Regions from separate parts of the Danio rerio genome. Here region 1 is linked to region 2. The links are chromatin contacts, called in public Hi-C maps. All regions are on one chromosome and are shown on one strand. The core of a region is the stretch at or near the end of the contact, and the rest is flanking DNA. Distances in the headings are between cores, read along the strand shown. Region 1 holds the start of desi1b (desumoylating isopeptidase 1b). Region 2 holds the start of mrtfab (myocardin related transcription factor Ab).

Region 1 (4,259 bases), core at 907-3,406, 170 kb after region 2:
GCTTGTCCAAAAGGTCTGTGGAGTGAAGGGGAAAAAACAAAAACAGTTAATAATTGTAATATTACAAATAGTGTTAAAAGTGTATTTGTTTGCCATCATACGTAGAGAGCACTTCAGATGGAAGATCCGTGATGTATGAGGGAATCTTTTTTCCTGTTAAAAACTGCGCAACTTCAGCGCTGAAGGTGTTACAGTTGTGTTCAAAAAGGTGGTATTTTTCAGGTCTGTGGAAGGGGAGGAAAAACAGATTTGCGCATATAAATGGTGGCGTTTGTGTTGTGGTGGTAGTGGCAGAAAATGGAACTGCTAAATGATGACAGCTTTCACAAATATCTCTACTTTTAATAGTAAAAATATCTCATAGCAATTTCCTGTTAAATGCAAACAACAGAACTATACTGACCTATAAGTGGACTCCCCGAGCGAAGACAGATATTCCTGAAAAAGGTCCCGAGGAACTTCTGTGTTTCCTAGGTCCACTGTGGAATCAGGCATACCAAGAATAGTACAACCCTAAAACATGAAAGTACAATTAATACAACATTATTTGACATCCGTAAAATACCTAAAGTTTCTATTTCATATGCTTAAAAAATAAACTGGGTTGCACACTGAGTTTATGAATAAAAAATCCATTGGTCATTTCTTACAGGATAGCAGCTTGTAACACCTCCTCCTCCAAAGAAAAACTCTTCCCCGTAAGCCACTATTCCAGTGTGCCTTCATTAAGAAACATTCAAATAGAGACAGTTGAATTAATTTATTATTATTATTAGTATTATAATTAAAAAACACAAGCATTGGAACCAATGCGTATTTAAAGCAATAGTTCATGAAGAAATTTAAATTTACTCTCTCAGGTTGTTACAAATGCTGAAGAATGATGGCCGCCGTTGACTTCCATAGTTGGACGGCAAAGTTGGACACAAAAAATGCTTCTTGTGAAAGAGGTTTTAGAGAGGTTTTATTTGGATATTGACTATTCCTGTGATTTTTGTTCTATAGAAAAAGAATCTATTGTATCTTATTTGTATATACTCAAGGAATTTTTGGATGGATATGGAAATTTTTCCTAGAAGGAAAACCAATATTATATTCAAATAACAACAAGATTTTGATATTTGCATTTATTATGTCAATATTTGTAACAAATGTACATTCCTTGTACATCTTTTTACTATTTTTGGAAAGTTTTGTATACATAAAAAATGGACTGGATCAAAGCCAAATTTAGTTCATTTTCATTAAGGGACTAAGGACTACTGCACAAGTTTGGAGAACATTGTAATAAAAAAGCAAGGAAGACTTATAATATTCTTCAGGAATAAAACATTTTTAATTATTGAATGTATGTACACTCTGGCATATGCATTTTTGTATATTACTGTATAATTCTGATTCTTTTTGTTAATAAAAAATGCTAAATGAAATGCAAGTCATTGGTTAGTTTAAAGTGTTAACAAATTATTACAAATATATTTTTTAACAGAAGAAAATAAATGGTTATATTATGTTCACTTTTAGATGAACTATTGCTTTCGTTTATAAAACGTGCAACAAACAGAAGAAGAAAAGTACTCACCATATTCCCTCGACTGTCTTTCCTGTAAGTTTAGATGTAAAAAAGCAAAGTTTTTCGATGATTTATTTGCATATTTCAATAGGGAAAATACATATTTGTGCTCTACAGTGTATAAATACTTTTTAGTGACACAAAACATGAGCTATTCTAGAAGCATCCTTAACCAACTTCCCAGAATAAACATTAGCTAACAGTTGGAGAACTCACCTAACATCATGGGGCTCAGCTGACGGGCCAGTCCTTTTGACAGGTCATAAACGTACAGCTGAACGGTGTAAGAACTTCCATTAGCCATGGCAACTGATTCAGAACAAAGTGTTGTTTACAAACAAAAACGCAACGCTACTGTAAACAAACGTAAATCTATCTTGAGTTTTCGACTCGAAAAAGGCAGACTTCACTGTTTTGGTGTCTCAAAGTCTCATTATCACACATCCATAAAACGAACACAAAGTATTTTAACAAATTATCCTAACCACGAAAGTTTGACAGGTCCAACGCGGTGTTCAGCATTCGTTTGGCAACAGTGACTCGAGATATTTGGACACCGGTTATGACAAATGTGCTTATTCACTGGGGCTCGACCAATTGTAGCGCAGATATATTACCAACATCTGTAAAACTAATAACATCCACAACGCTAGATGGCGAACTTTATGAAAACAAGCATGACGGTGTTTACACTTACTAGCCGAATCAACCGGTGAGCCGAATGCCTGAAGCTAATTCGTTTGAACGGTTCTTTTCAATAAATCGGATCAAAAACGAGATTCAGTCAATTCTGGTGACATGGACTAAAACTTTTAGGCACAGTTTCACAAACAGGGCTTAGATTAAGCGAGGACTAGGCCTTAGTTAAATAAGTCTATTTAAGCCAAATATTTAAAAAATGGCCTTAGAAAAATATTTTATTAAATAACTGCTGTGCACCTGGAGAAAAAAAATGACACGTGTATTTTAAGACATCTTACTGCAAGTTATTTTGAGTTGAGACAGTTCAATCTTGCAATTTAATCTTTACTAGTCTTAAACATTGTTTTTGAAACTGGGGGTATAATTGAAGAAATAGATGATGAGTGTTGCTGTTTTGTGAATTAAAGAGTTTGTTTGCAGTCATGCGCAGTTCTTAATCACTAGATCTGGATTAACCAGGGATTAAAAATTAACCAGGACCATCTCGCTTCCATTTTACTCCAGATGTTCATCTATTAAACGTTCAGGTTCGCGGGGGAATGTTTTCGGTTCACTCGAGACAAAATTGAGGGTGAGAATCCGATTCATGAAGTTCGAAATGTTTTGGGAATCGCTTCAAACCATACATAACAAATCCGAAAGCTATTCGTTCACGTTTACTAGTTATATATATGTTTTAGTTATATCAAATCCTGTCTTTACTGTGTGAAATTGTTCTGTTTACTTCCGCGTATTTGGATTGACCAGTCACTTTGCTCCTGTGTCCCAATTGGTGAGTGCCTTTCAAAAGTCGTCTCTGATAGGATCGTGGAGCTGTCACTCAACTTATGGCGCATTGACTGGTTGCATGCACGCACGGTCGTGAAGGGATACAAAGTTCTCTAGCTAGCGCAAAAGAGAAGAGTGGTTTATAGTTAGTGTAACGTTAATACATTTTGATTTGTTTTACTTAAACTGTTTGTGAAAGTAACTCTGACTCGAATCTAAGGTAAAACTAAGAGTAACTTTAATGGCGAACTGGGGAAATTACTTTCCAAACGAAGACGATGTGGATGAGCAGGATGAAGAAGAGTCTGGAGGTTAGCCTAGCCATCTTAATTGATTTATTGAACCCGTATGAAATAAACGTTTGTTCTTCATTAAACGTGCATAGATCAAACGAACATCTGATTAAACGTGTACCTTTTTAATTAAAAGGCGATTACAAAAGCAGCGGCCGTGACAGCTTGGTGTTTTTGGTTGATGCATCCAAAGAGATGTTCATCAAAGGGGAGAATGGAGAGCCATCAAATTTTGACATGACTATGCAGGTGAGCCTAAAAAGTTTAACTGTATTCATATGTTGCTACAATATTGTATTCCCATACATGCCTAATAAATATATTTGTCTTTGTGTCTAGTGTGTGCGCAGTGTGTACACTAGTAAGATCATAAGCAGTGACAGAGACCTGGTTGCTTTGGTGTTTTATGGGACTGAGCAGAGCAAGAACCCCAGAAACTCCTTCAAGCATGTTTACGTCTACCACGACTTGGAGTCCCCTGGTCAGTAATTAACTATTTATTCAACTTAGACTACATTTTTGATGGTGAATCTACCTCATATACTGATTCGCTTCTCAGGAGCAAAACGTGTACAGGATATTGATAAACTGAAAGGTGATAAAGGTGGTCAGTTTGCTGAAAAGACCATGGGCAGTGGGGAAACTTCTCTCGGAGAGGCTCTGTGGTGCTGTTCCAACCTTTACAGTGACATCAAGTTGCGACTGTCACACAAGCGCCTCATGATATTCACATGCAGGGATGAGCCTCATGGAGGAGACAGTGCAAAAGACAGACAGGCTCGTACAAAGGCTGCTGACCTAAAAGAGACAGGTAAGGATATTAAGAGGAAAATAAAACATTTCTTTTTGTTTTAACTGTGAATAAATGATAAACTGTTCTGTGTGTTCTTCAGGTGTAGCCATTGACTTGATGCACCTCTCAA
Region 2 (4,460 bases), core at 277-2,776:
AACATAAAATATGATATTTGGAAGAATGTTTGAAATCTGTTACCATTGTCTTTCAAATTGTTTGTTTTCCTACCATGAAAGTCAATGGTTACTGGTTTCGGATATTTTCAAAATATCTTTCTTTGTGTGTGTTCAGAAGAAATAACTCATGAAGGTTTCAGCAATGTTGAATGAACTATGCTTTTAAATGATGAACAGATACTTTTATTAGTGTTTGTACTTCACAATTTGACAGTACTTGAAAAATAACCTGACTTCTTTCACAGCTTTTTTCAAATCAAAGTTGACATCCCACCTGAATGCCGCATCTACCCTATCGATTCCGAAGACGAGGAGGACGACAGTCCCAATACAGCAAGAGGAGGTGTGAAAGAAATCATTTGCCCATGGGAAACTGTCACGAAACAAGATGGAGCAGGATAACGAAACCAAATGGAAGTAGAAGGAAATACACTGAACCAACACTTGTTTCATAAATATTGTGTCTTGCAATCCCGAGAAGGCTGTGGTTAGTAATGTATAAAGTAACCTGGTCTCTAAATTGACATGTTTGTTATTTTTGATAGATTTTAGGTAGTGCCTAACGTTATTGTAGCCACTGAGATGATTTTGTTATAAAGTAAAAAGAAAAATGTAAATATATATACGTATTCTGATGTCACCATTCTTTTATGACTGAAGGGGCCTTATTTTAAGAGAATTTCTTTTGTTTATCTGTCATCAGTTTGTTTAGTGGTGTGAACAACAGATTTTGTACTTGGCTTGTTTATTGTTTTATATAGCTGCGAATCATGCATCAACGTGAAATGCTATGAGAAATGTTATTTTCATAGAAGTAAATTTAGTAAGGCAGTACAACAGAATGTAAATACACGTTTGCTGTCTGAATGTATAACCTTTAAAATGTTTACAGTTCACTTGAAAATGTGAATTTGTTCATGACTCATGTTTAAATTGTGTAAGTGCCTCAATAAATGATTTTAAAGTTACCTATTTTGATGCACAATTAGTACATTTCATTGTATATATTGTGTATATTTTATTTATTTTTTCATTTTCCTCTTAATTACAAAATATCCTAATGATGAAAACTGGGCGCCTTTTATTTTAAAATAAAGCTTTTAGTTCCATTTTCTCATTTTTATGGCAGGGTCTTACCATGAATATATATAGATACATAGCCTATATCTATGGGATTTTACAAACGTACATAAATGTAAAATTTACATACATTTAAATGTATTATTAGTATTTATTGTTTTATGATTTAATTATTTTTTATTAAACTATTTTTTTAACATTTATTATTTATTTATTTTCAAAACATTTATAAGAAATCACTCATTTTCTTAGCCATAGTTCCTCATTTGATCGTCATGTTGTTATTATTTTAGGGGACTTTTATTTTCAGGACGTGCTGTGAGAGCATCGAGTCATCGACTGGCTTCACCGTCCTCTGCGGTTGAACAGCAGAGAGTAGCCGGATGCCTCAGCACAGTTTTTTGAGTCGATGAACACCTTTATAAAGCCGAACGGTTGTTGTGTTTCACTTTTCGACTCGGTAAGTTATACATATCAAACATATTCGTACGTGACTCCCCTTTCGCGTGAAAAATGTAAAAACAGTATTACCAAGCAGCGGTGTTTGACAATTCATCCGCTTCTCGTGTATTGTTGCTCAGCGCACATTTCACTTGATCCACTAGTGTCTGTTACTACATACATGCAGCTGTCGCGACTAGGATCTGGCCTGCTATTCCTGGCATATTCAGCCTTGTTAAACATGACACGTTTGACGATTTTGCCAAATGTATGAGCTTTCTAGCAGCACAAGAACATCATTTCCTGCCGTGTCGTATCAATGATGAAGAATGTTTAGCGACGAGCGATACTGAAAGTCCTCGGAAGGAATCGTGGTTTGTTTATAATCTGCGTTAAGCCAAATCACTGTCATAATGCAGTAAGTTTGATTATTATATTGTCAAATATAATATAGTGAGCTAGTGTCTGGACACACCTACTAAATATCCACAACACACGCGGATCTGACACTGGATTTCCATTTGATTGACAAGTTATCAATGTAAATATATATATATATATATATATATATATATATATATATATATATATATATATATATATATATATATATATACATAATATGTATGGCAGAATTTAGGCAAGATCTTGAATGTTCGTGATCTGCTATAACAGATGCACGACCGATTATTACATAAGCATCTGCATTGACCGTTGCGCCAGTAACTTACCTCGCGTTATAATAGGAGACTGTGCTAAGGTTATTTATTTGCATATATGCAAATTCTAATCACAAAATGACGGTCCTCTCTTTCATTAGTTCTTCAAGATGGTCTTGGACTTTGAGCGAAAATGAAGCGCAGTCTGTTTCTGTGGATCTCGTAGTTAAGGTAAGGACAGTCATTGTTTATGATATCATTAAGATCACTCTTTATTTTATTTTAAGGTACAATACTCGCTATTAACAAGAAGAAATCATCCCTTTTGTTGACTTTATCTTTGCTAATTTATGATAAACTCAGAATCGCTGATCTGCTCCAGAAAGGGAGTGCCGATAAATATTATGTAATTCTGTCTGACTATAGGGGTATGGGGTTACCTGTATGCCTGTCAAGGTTTATGTGTTTTTAGCCATATTTCTGGCATTGAAGGGTAAAGGCAGGTGTAGATGTGCACAAGGAGGAATGTCAGAGAGCTTTATGTCTTCCATCTTGTCAAAGAAGCAGAGCTGAACACTGCATGTCTGAACACTGTTTCTCAAGTCGGAATGTTCTTGTAAATTATTCCAGCTATTGAATAAATACAATCTGCCATTGACTTTGTTTCCATGGACATATTTATTTGCATGCACATTTTGGGATACCTTTAAAAAAAATTAAGCCTTTGATCAAATCTGAAAGTTTGTTCATGAAAAATGTGCTCTGTATGTTGTAGCAGCACTTGCAAAAATGTTTAAATTAAATGTTTATCATTGATATTTATTATGTTATATTTGATTTTAGATTTTTATCAATCAATTTAATAGTCATTTTAATGTTGTTTATTACTGACTGGATTTTGTTTAACTTTCCATTATATCTTTATTTTATATTCCCAATTTTTGCAGTCATATTTTGGCATATTGAATGAGAAAGCCAAGCCTTGGATAAAATCTAAAAAGTCTTATGAGGAATGTGTGCTGCTCATTGACACTATTCTGCAATGTGAAAGTTAGCTTTTTTCAGCAATTGTTTTAGAACTTATTATTTGTTTGCTTGTAGGGAAACTACAGGCAATAATAAATGTCAGTAATCAATCAAACTACTTGCTCTACAAACTACTGTTAATAATGATACATAGAAATAAATATAATATAATAAGAAAATATAAGTTTGCACCATCAGTACTGCAGAATAACATGCTGTGAAAAATCAATGGAGGTTAATGAGACTGGAAGTGTTGAGTCAAGAAGGTTTGAATGTCTGCACCCACTAATACGTGAAAGAATAAGATAAGTTGAGGACATTATCACAGCATCTTGCAAGTGCAAAAAAGGCTAATAATTAAATTAATATTTTAATTATTATTTAAAATAATTTTTCTATTGTTTATTGAGATTTTCAAAATTTTAATGATAATTTTTTTTATCTTCCCAGTATTTGGATGCAATTTATCATTTTTCAGCTATAGTTTTATATACAGCTTTATAAAATGCTGATTGCAATGTAGGCAAAGGGCTAGTTTAAGATTCTGATTTTATGATAACCTTGGATAAAAAAATCACGGTATCCAGAATTGTGACTACCGTTTTAAAATATATTCTTTTTAAATGTCTGTGTAAAAAATAACAACTTTCCCCATTGTACTTGATACATTTTTTTTGTTGAAAAATTTAAAATATTTTGGCTTTTAAAAAACATTTCAGGCTACATAAATATCATAAATTATTGACTTCTGCTGTCAAACACAGATTTCTTTACAGCTTACTCCACTGCACTGTTCAGGTCTGTGGCATGCTGGGGTGTTGATATGTAAAAGTTTTTTTTTTCTTCAGATGTTTTCTGAATCGTGGGCTTTTGCATTAGCTGTTTATGTGGATCCACCTTTTAAGCTGGAGATAAAAAAAAAAAAATTAAACATAAACAATAAAAAACATCGATATTAGTATAACGGTACAATAGAACGGTATAACAGAAAGTGTTTGACTTTTCCAAACCACGGTCAACCTTAAAAACGGTTATCGGAAGATAATGCCAATCAGAAGATAAAATCTAAAAAGTCTTATGAACTTAAAATCTGTGCTGCATTTGAAGTGTATGTTGTTTTAATATGATAACAGTAATACTTTATTCACATAGTAAATTGTATAACTGAATTAGAGTTGCAAGATTGTAATGTCAGTTTTTTTCCAATATTTAAATTTTTGTGATTTATATTGA

What was found. A called contact is a pair of places that touch in the nucleus more often than the background predicts.
Region 1: a contact with region 2 is called in a Hi-C map of hematopoietic stem cells, with 2.1 times the contacts expected there. The contact joins the promoter of desi1b here to the promoter of mrtfab in region 2. A contact is called at or near these places in 3 of 18 Hi-C or Micro-C datasets (caudal fin, hematopoietic stem cells and an unstated tissue).

What each region holds. Positions count from the first base shown.
Region 1 is chr12:20,540,184-20,544,442 of GRCz12tu, forward strand. desi1b (desumoylating isopeptidase 1b) reads right to left here and starts at 2,157. Exons shown (of 6, transcript NM_200208.1): 1 at 1,790-2,157; 2 at 1,583-1,604; 3 at 651-720; 4 at 404-513; 5 at 102-224; 6 at 1-15. The coding sequence starts at 1,877. xrcc6 (X-ray repair complementing defective repair in Chinese hamster cells 6) reads left to right here and starts at 3,084. Exons shown (of 12, transcript NM_199904.2): 1 at 3,084-3,354; 2 at 3,473-3,585; 3 at 3,676-3,817; 4 at 3,896-4,147; 5 at 4,230-4,259. The coding sequence starts at 3,285.
Region 2 is chr12:20,366,458-20,370,917 of GRCz12tu, forward strand. mrtfab (myocardin related transcription factor Ab) reads left to right here and starts at 1,527. Exons shown (of 19, transcript NM_001201558.1): 1 at 1,527-1,561; 2 at 2,363-2,432. rgs9b (regulator of G protein signaling 9b) reads left to right here. Exons shown (of 19, transcript NM_200830.2): 19 at 267-989. The coding sequence ends at 423. The region is part of intron 1 of LOC141376790 (a long non-coding RNA gene); the gene reads right to left.